Regions from separate parts of the Mus musculus genome. Here region 1 is linked to region 2. Evidence: chromatin contacts called from public HiChIP or PLAC-seq data. All regions are on one chromosome and are shown on one strand. The core of a region is the stretch at or near the end of the contact, and the rest is flanking DNA. Distances in the headings are between cores, read along the strand shown. Region 1 has its middle 100 kb from the start of Slc4a7. Region 2 holds the start of Il3ra (interleukin 3 receptor, alpha chain).

Evidence for each region. HiChIP or PLAC-seq counts read pairs in DNA pulled down with a chosen protein or histone mark.
Region 1: an H3K4me3 HiChIP or PLAC-seq map of bone marrow-derived macrophages shows a contact between it and region 2, with 4 times the contacts expected there. The contact joins the enhancer-like site here to the promoter of Il3ra in region 2. A contact is called at or near these places in 4 of 115 datasets of contacts at active chromatin or transcription factors (CD8 T cells, bone marrow-derived macrophages and embryonic hindbrain) and 3 of 9 other capture datasets (adipose tissue, liver and pancreatic islet).

The regions. Positions count from the first base shown.
Region 1 is chr14:14,598,759-14,601,511 of GRCm38.p6, forward strand. No RefSeq gene overlaps it. Among named protein-coding and RNA genes, the nearest start is that of Slc4a7, 100 kb to the right of the region's middle. Within about 2 kb of position 1,418, at least 57 of the 459 cell types and tissues checked have an H3K27ac peak or open chromatin away from gene starts, as enhancers often do. A contact at or near this core is called in adipose tissue and bone marrow-derived macrophages, where this site is marked.
Region 2 is chr14:14,344,984-14,347,863 of GRCm38.p6, forward strand. It overlaps Il3ra (interleukin 3 receptor, alpha chain), which reads left to right and starts at 1,512. Exons shown (of 12, transcript NM_008369.1): 1 at 1,512-1,529; 2 at 2,027-2,205. The coding sequence starts at 2,148.

The DNA of each region.
Region 1 (2,753 bases), core at 168-2,667, 250 kb after region 2:
ACATGTGTGCCTGTGGTACACATGTGTGCACATGCATACAGACCAGAAATTAACATCAGGTGTCTTCTTCAGTTGCTCTCCACTTTATTTTTTGAGATAGGCTCTCTTATCATTGAACAGAGAGCTCATAAATTAGGCTAGGCTGACTGGCCAATGTACTCCAAAGATCCACCTGCCTCTGATTCCCTAAGGATAAGACTGTAGGTGCACACTGCCATGTCCAACATTACATGGAGTCTAAGATTCTAGGATCTGAACTCAGGACCTCGTGTTTACATGGCAAGCACTTTGCAGACTGAGCGGTCTCCTTTGTCCCTTATGGTTGCATTTTTACTGTAATTTTTATACTTTAGTTATTTCTGATTCATCTGCTTATTTTTCTCCTAAAATCATTAGCTTCTAAGGGCTGATGTTTGTGTAGTTCATTTTGAGGGCACATACCTATGCCCAGGAAAGGAAGCCAACAAGCATTTGCTGAATTGAATTGAATTTTGGTAAGCTCACTTGAGATCTTGTCATGTCATCAAAAGTTTGTTGGCTGAGGAAGGACGGTAGGAAAATAGAAGGACAGAAGCAAGGATAAGAAAAGCATGAAGGAACACAGGAAGGGAACATGATGGAATGTTTGCTCAAATGTGTTTACGTACCAGAAATTGTTAGGAGATGTGATATGCCCTTTGAAACTATAATAAGATTGTAAGGAATAATTGCCTCCTTGGGAGATAAAGGTCATTATTATTAATGAGAACTAAATTACTACCATTCTCCCCCTGTCCTGTGGTTGTAAAAAGGAAGAGAGAAAGAATGCATACTACCATTTAGGTCACAGATAGAACTTGTTTCACATTTCTTTTTGAGCTGAAGCCCTGCCATTGCTTGAGTTTTCCTGTGCCTTACTTGAGAGGATGAGAGAGAACAAAGCACATCTCTGTCCTTTGGAAGCGCTATGGTTTCTCTGCTGTGTGAATGGTTCTCTTTAGAGCAGGAACTTAGGTCATGTGAAGGCATTTCCTCCAAATGTAAGATCCATCTGCTCAACTCTGCATTTCCCATTATGAGCTGCAGCCCCCTGCAGCTGCTTCTGCTGTTTCCACTGGATGGCCCATGAGGAGCCACTGTGCCCTCTGGCTCTCACAGGCTGGTAAGAGCTTGGTTAGAACAGGCAAAATGGAAGAGAGTTTTGATGTATAGTAGAGAACACTTCAGCTGGCCGTGAGAGAGATTTTCTGACCAGTGAGGGAACCTGACCACCAAGCTCAAGACACAGGGATTTGGTTCCCTAGCCTACATAAATCAAATAGACAACCACATGAAAGTTGCTGCTTCTGTTACTTTCTTTTTACTGGCTACAAGATACCGGATAAGAAGCAATGGAAGAGAGTAAAAGTTCGCTTCAGTTTATAATTTGAGGAAGATGTAATTCACCACAGAGAGGAAGTCACAGTGGCAAGAGCTTGAGACTGCTTGTCGTATTTGCTAGGAAGCCAGGGATGATGAAAACTGACGTTCAGCTCACTTTCATCCTTATGCATCCAGACTCCATCCCATGAAACGGTTGAACCTACAGTAAAGTGGGTCTTCCCACTTCAGTTAACCTAATATAAATAATCACGCATAAGCATGGCCAGAGGCCAACCTAATTTAGATAGCCCTTCACAAGCATGCCCACAGAGTGGTCTCACAGGTGATTTGGCACCTTGTCAAGTTGACAAGAAGCACTAAATGTCAGAGATGCCTATGGAGATATGCCGGAATATGGAGTTGTCAAGGCAGAGAAGACGCAGGGAAGGACCCCTTGAATTTTACCTAGGGGGATTTTAGAATCTAATCAAACAGGTAGATGGAGTTAAGAGAATATATTCTACCCTGGAGCTCAGTCTAGATGATTCAGTGGATGGCTGCATCTCAAATGCTTAAGTCCTTACTGGGCTTCATATCCCCAGTGGGTAGATAGGTTTCAAGAATTTAAGTTACCTATTCAATTTTGAATCTTCTTCGGGAAATCATTTCTAGAGAGTTTAAAAAAGCTAACTGTGGTTGACCAAGGAATTGGACTCGTAAGCAAAGAAAGAAGCCAGGACCTATGTAGAGTCTGTAATTATTACCCTAAGGCAGGCGGATGCCAAGCACGAGGCCAGCCTGGCCTGTATAGCATGTTTGAGGCCACCCAGAGCTACATAACAAGACTGTCTCAACAAAATGAAACTAAGCAAAATAAAAGAACAAAGGGAAAAGAGGGAAGGTAAAACTTCCAACAACAAGAAATATTTGGGAATCTATCTAAATATAATTTAGATATAAACTAAAACTAAAATCAAAACCCCACAGCTATTCAGCCCAGTGTATCAGAGCCCCAGCAGAGATGTAAGCTCCAGTGTATGGAACAAGGTGTAGTTTCCTGACCCATCTGACATTCCTAGGACTATTCCTGTCAATTTCCTAAGACCAGAGCCTGTATGAGGTGGTCATATCAATTACACAGAACTCTGGATGTTTGATGATGGATGTCTTTCATTGGCTCACTCCCTTTATCATTTCTGGTACTGATCCCTATAGGGGTACATATCAGGGGCATGTTAGACAAGTTGCCCAAGAGAGCACACCTGAAGTAGAAGCTGCAGAAACAAGCTCATTAGCTGAGGAGGAACAGAAGATAGCCTCCTTCACAATTTTAACTGAAGCATCATAGTACCACCACCCACTGATTGGCTAGAAGCACTGTCCAATGCCTACCATTGGCAAGATCATAAGAA
Region 2 (2,880 bases), core at 262-2,761:
TGCTAATTTCTTAGCTCCAGCTAACCAGCATCAATAGTCCCAGTAATGCAAAATTTTTGCTTTAGTAGTTCTGGTATCTTGTTAATCACAGCTGATTCTTCAGCCGCAGCTAACCAGAACCACAGAATCTTCATAATGGTCCTGAAAAGAGTAACAATGGTCCTGAAAAGAGTCTTTAACTTTCCCTCTGAAATTTCACAAGCCAGGCCTCCATCGTCTGCACTGTTCTCATCATTATCTAACATCCCACAGAGCTGTTAACACGGAATGCATCTTCTGGCCTGAAGCTCCAAAGTCTGTCCTGGTCCTCCCACACAACCAGGCTGTCACAGGCATAGTCGTCCCCACAGGGCCAGGCTGTCATGGGGATGAAGACCCCACTGTGCTGGTACCCGTCTGTCTTAGCGTCTGTCTTACCTGCTGAGCCACCGACCGTTCGTCCATCCAGCCTCTCCCTCTCCCCCTCCCCCCAACCCCACCCCACCCCACCCCACCTCACTCCACCCCAGGTTCATTTTTAAGGCAGAGCTGTGAGGATCAGCAAAGGGCTACTTTCAGCGGACGCACGCGTCGTCCTGCAGGGGGCACCAACCCCGGGACTCGGATCAGGAAAGGTCACGTGACGCGGTGGCCAGGATGGCGGCAACAGCAGCTTCACTGCAGCACAGGACAAATTCTGCGCCTCTGCCCCGCCCCCTGCGTCTCCGCTGCGCGCGCGCCCCCGCATTAACAAAAACGGAAACGGAAATAAGGCGGCCTGTGAGGCATCCCCGGCCTATCCTGACCCTGCGGTCACTATGGAGGGGGCGGTGTGCAAAGCTCTGTGCGCGTGGGCCGGGTGGGGCGGCCTCCTAAGCACAGCTGTGACGTCCGCTGTGAGCTCTGCTCTCACAGAGTGTGTGGGGGGGGGGGGGGATGAAGACAGGGCAGGGTCCGCTCACAAGTTAAGTTCCGTGGGTCTCAATGGGATGCCTTCAGGCATGAGGCAGAGCTGAGGCAGGAGGATGGCAGGTAGTGAACAACCGCTACAAAGCAGGGGTATGATGGCAGCTGTCAGTGACTGCGGGTGTGAGTGAGGCAGGGGGATTCCCGTGAGTAACGAAAGAGCTGAGGCAGGGGGATGACTGCGAGTACAGTTGCAACGGATGACAGGAGAGCGACTTCCTGTCTGCGGCAGGACGTCACGCCCGCTCGCCCGTGACTGACGGGAACGACTTCCAGTTTCATTTTTTTTTTTTAATAAACGAACGCGATGACGCGGCCGGCGTGGCCGTGGCCGCCCATCACCCGCAATCGCGGTCATCCTCCCGCCTCAGCTCCGTCCATCCCTCCCGCGTGACTCCCGAGGCCCCGCCCCGCCCCCACTATCTCAGGAAGTTGCTCAATCTCGGGACCATGGGCGCGGTCGGGGCGGGGCGGGGCCTCTGGGGTCACGGGCAGGGTCGCAGTCCTCTGCCCTGTAAGCAGTTCCGACCCCCAGACCCCCGAGGACAGGAACGGACGCCGCCAGCGCCGTGGGCGCCACTCAGGTCCGGTCCGCGGGGTGGGCGGGGGTGGGCGGGGTCAGGGGGCGGGGCCTCGGCGGTCATCCCCCTGCCTCCGTCCTTCCTTCTGCTCACTGCCATCATTCCTGGCCTCAGATCCTCACTCACAGGCATTCCCCAGCCGTCGCTCCCTCCCTCTCTGCTTTTCTGTGTCCATCGTGATTATCCCCCTGCCTCAGAAACTAACTCGTGGTCATCCCCCTGCCTCACACTGTTTACTCGCGGGCGTCTCCCTGACTCCGTCCCTCCTTCCGCTCACTTGCCAGCATCCTCCAGCCTCCGTTTCTGCTTCCGGTCACCGCTGCCATCCCTCTGCCTTGTCATCTGCACTGATGGACATGCTCCTGCCTCATGCTGTTCACTCCTGGGCATACCCATACCCCTGCCTCGCGATGTGACACTGGGGACAGTGAAGCTGAGGCAGGGGGATAACCGCGAGTGAGCAGCTGAGGCAGGGGAATGACCGCAATGGACCATGACAGGAACCAGAAGCATCGTGAAGGGGTCGGGATCAGGAGGTGGAGTCCGCTTGCGCCCCGGCCCCGCCCCTCACGCCCCGGCCCCGCCCCCAGGCCTCCGAGGCTCCAGCCCCGCCCTCCTATCATGGCCGCCAACCTGTGGCTCATCCTGGGGCTCCTGGCATCCCACTCTTCAGATCTGGGTAGGTGTCTTCATGGGGCAGGGCCTATGCTCGGGCCACGCCCCCCACTTCCTGTCGGTCGGGGCCCCACCCCCGGGTGTCTCACAAGACTCAGGCCCAGCCCCCTGGCGAAGGATGGTGTCACCTGTCAGTCACCCAATGCCCCATCCACCCGGTTCCTGTCCTGTTCTGTGACTTCATCCAGGTGTCAATCAGAGCTCTGGTCCCACCCCTTTGCTTCCTCTCCCAAACCTTACTTCCTGTCACGAAGGATGATGTCATTCTCACCCCCAGATGTCAATCAAAACCCAAATCCCGCCCCCTAAGCTCTTCCCTTCTTGTTGGCCTGTCCCAGCTCCGGGTGTCAATCTCAGCTCAAGCCCTGCCCACTAACTTCCTGTCATGGCGAATGAAGTCATCTCTGCACCCCCCCTTGTCAATCAAGGCTCAGGCCACGCCCACTGATGGTGGATGCCATCATCATCCTGGTCGAAGACATCACTAAGAGAGGCCCCGCCCCATCGCTTTCTGTCATAGGGGACCAATGATGTCACCTAGGGACATGTCACTTGCCTCTCATGTCATCTGGGTGTCAATCAAAGCCTAAGTCCCGCCCACTTCCTTTCTTTTCCACCCCCTCACTTCCTGTCACGGAGAATGGTGTCAATCAAAGCCCAGGCACCTCCCACAACTGTG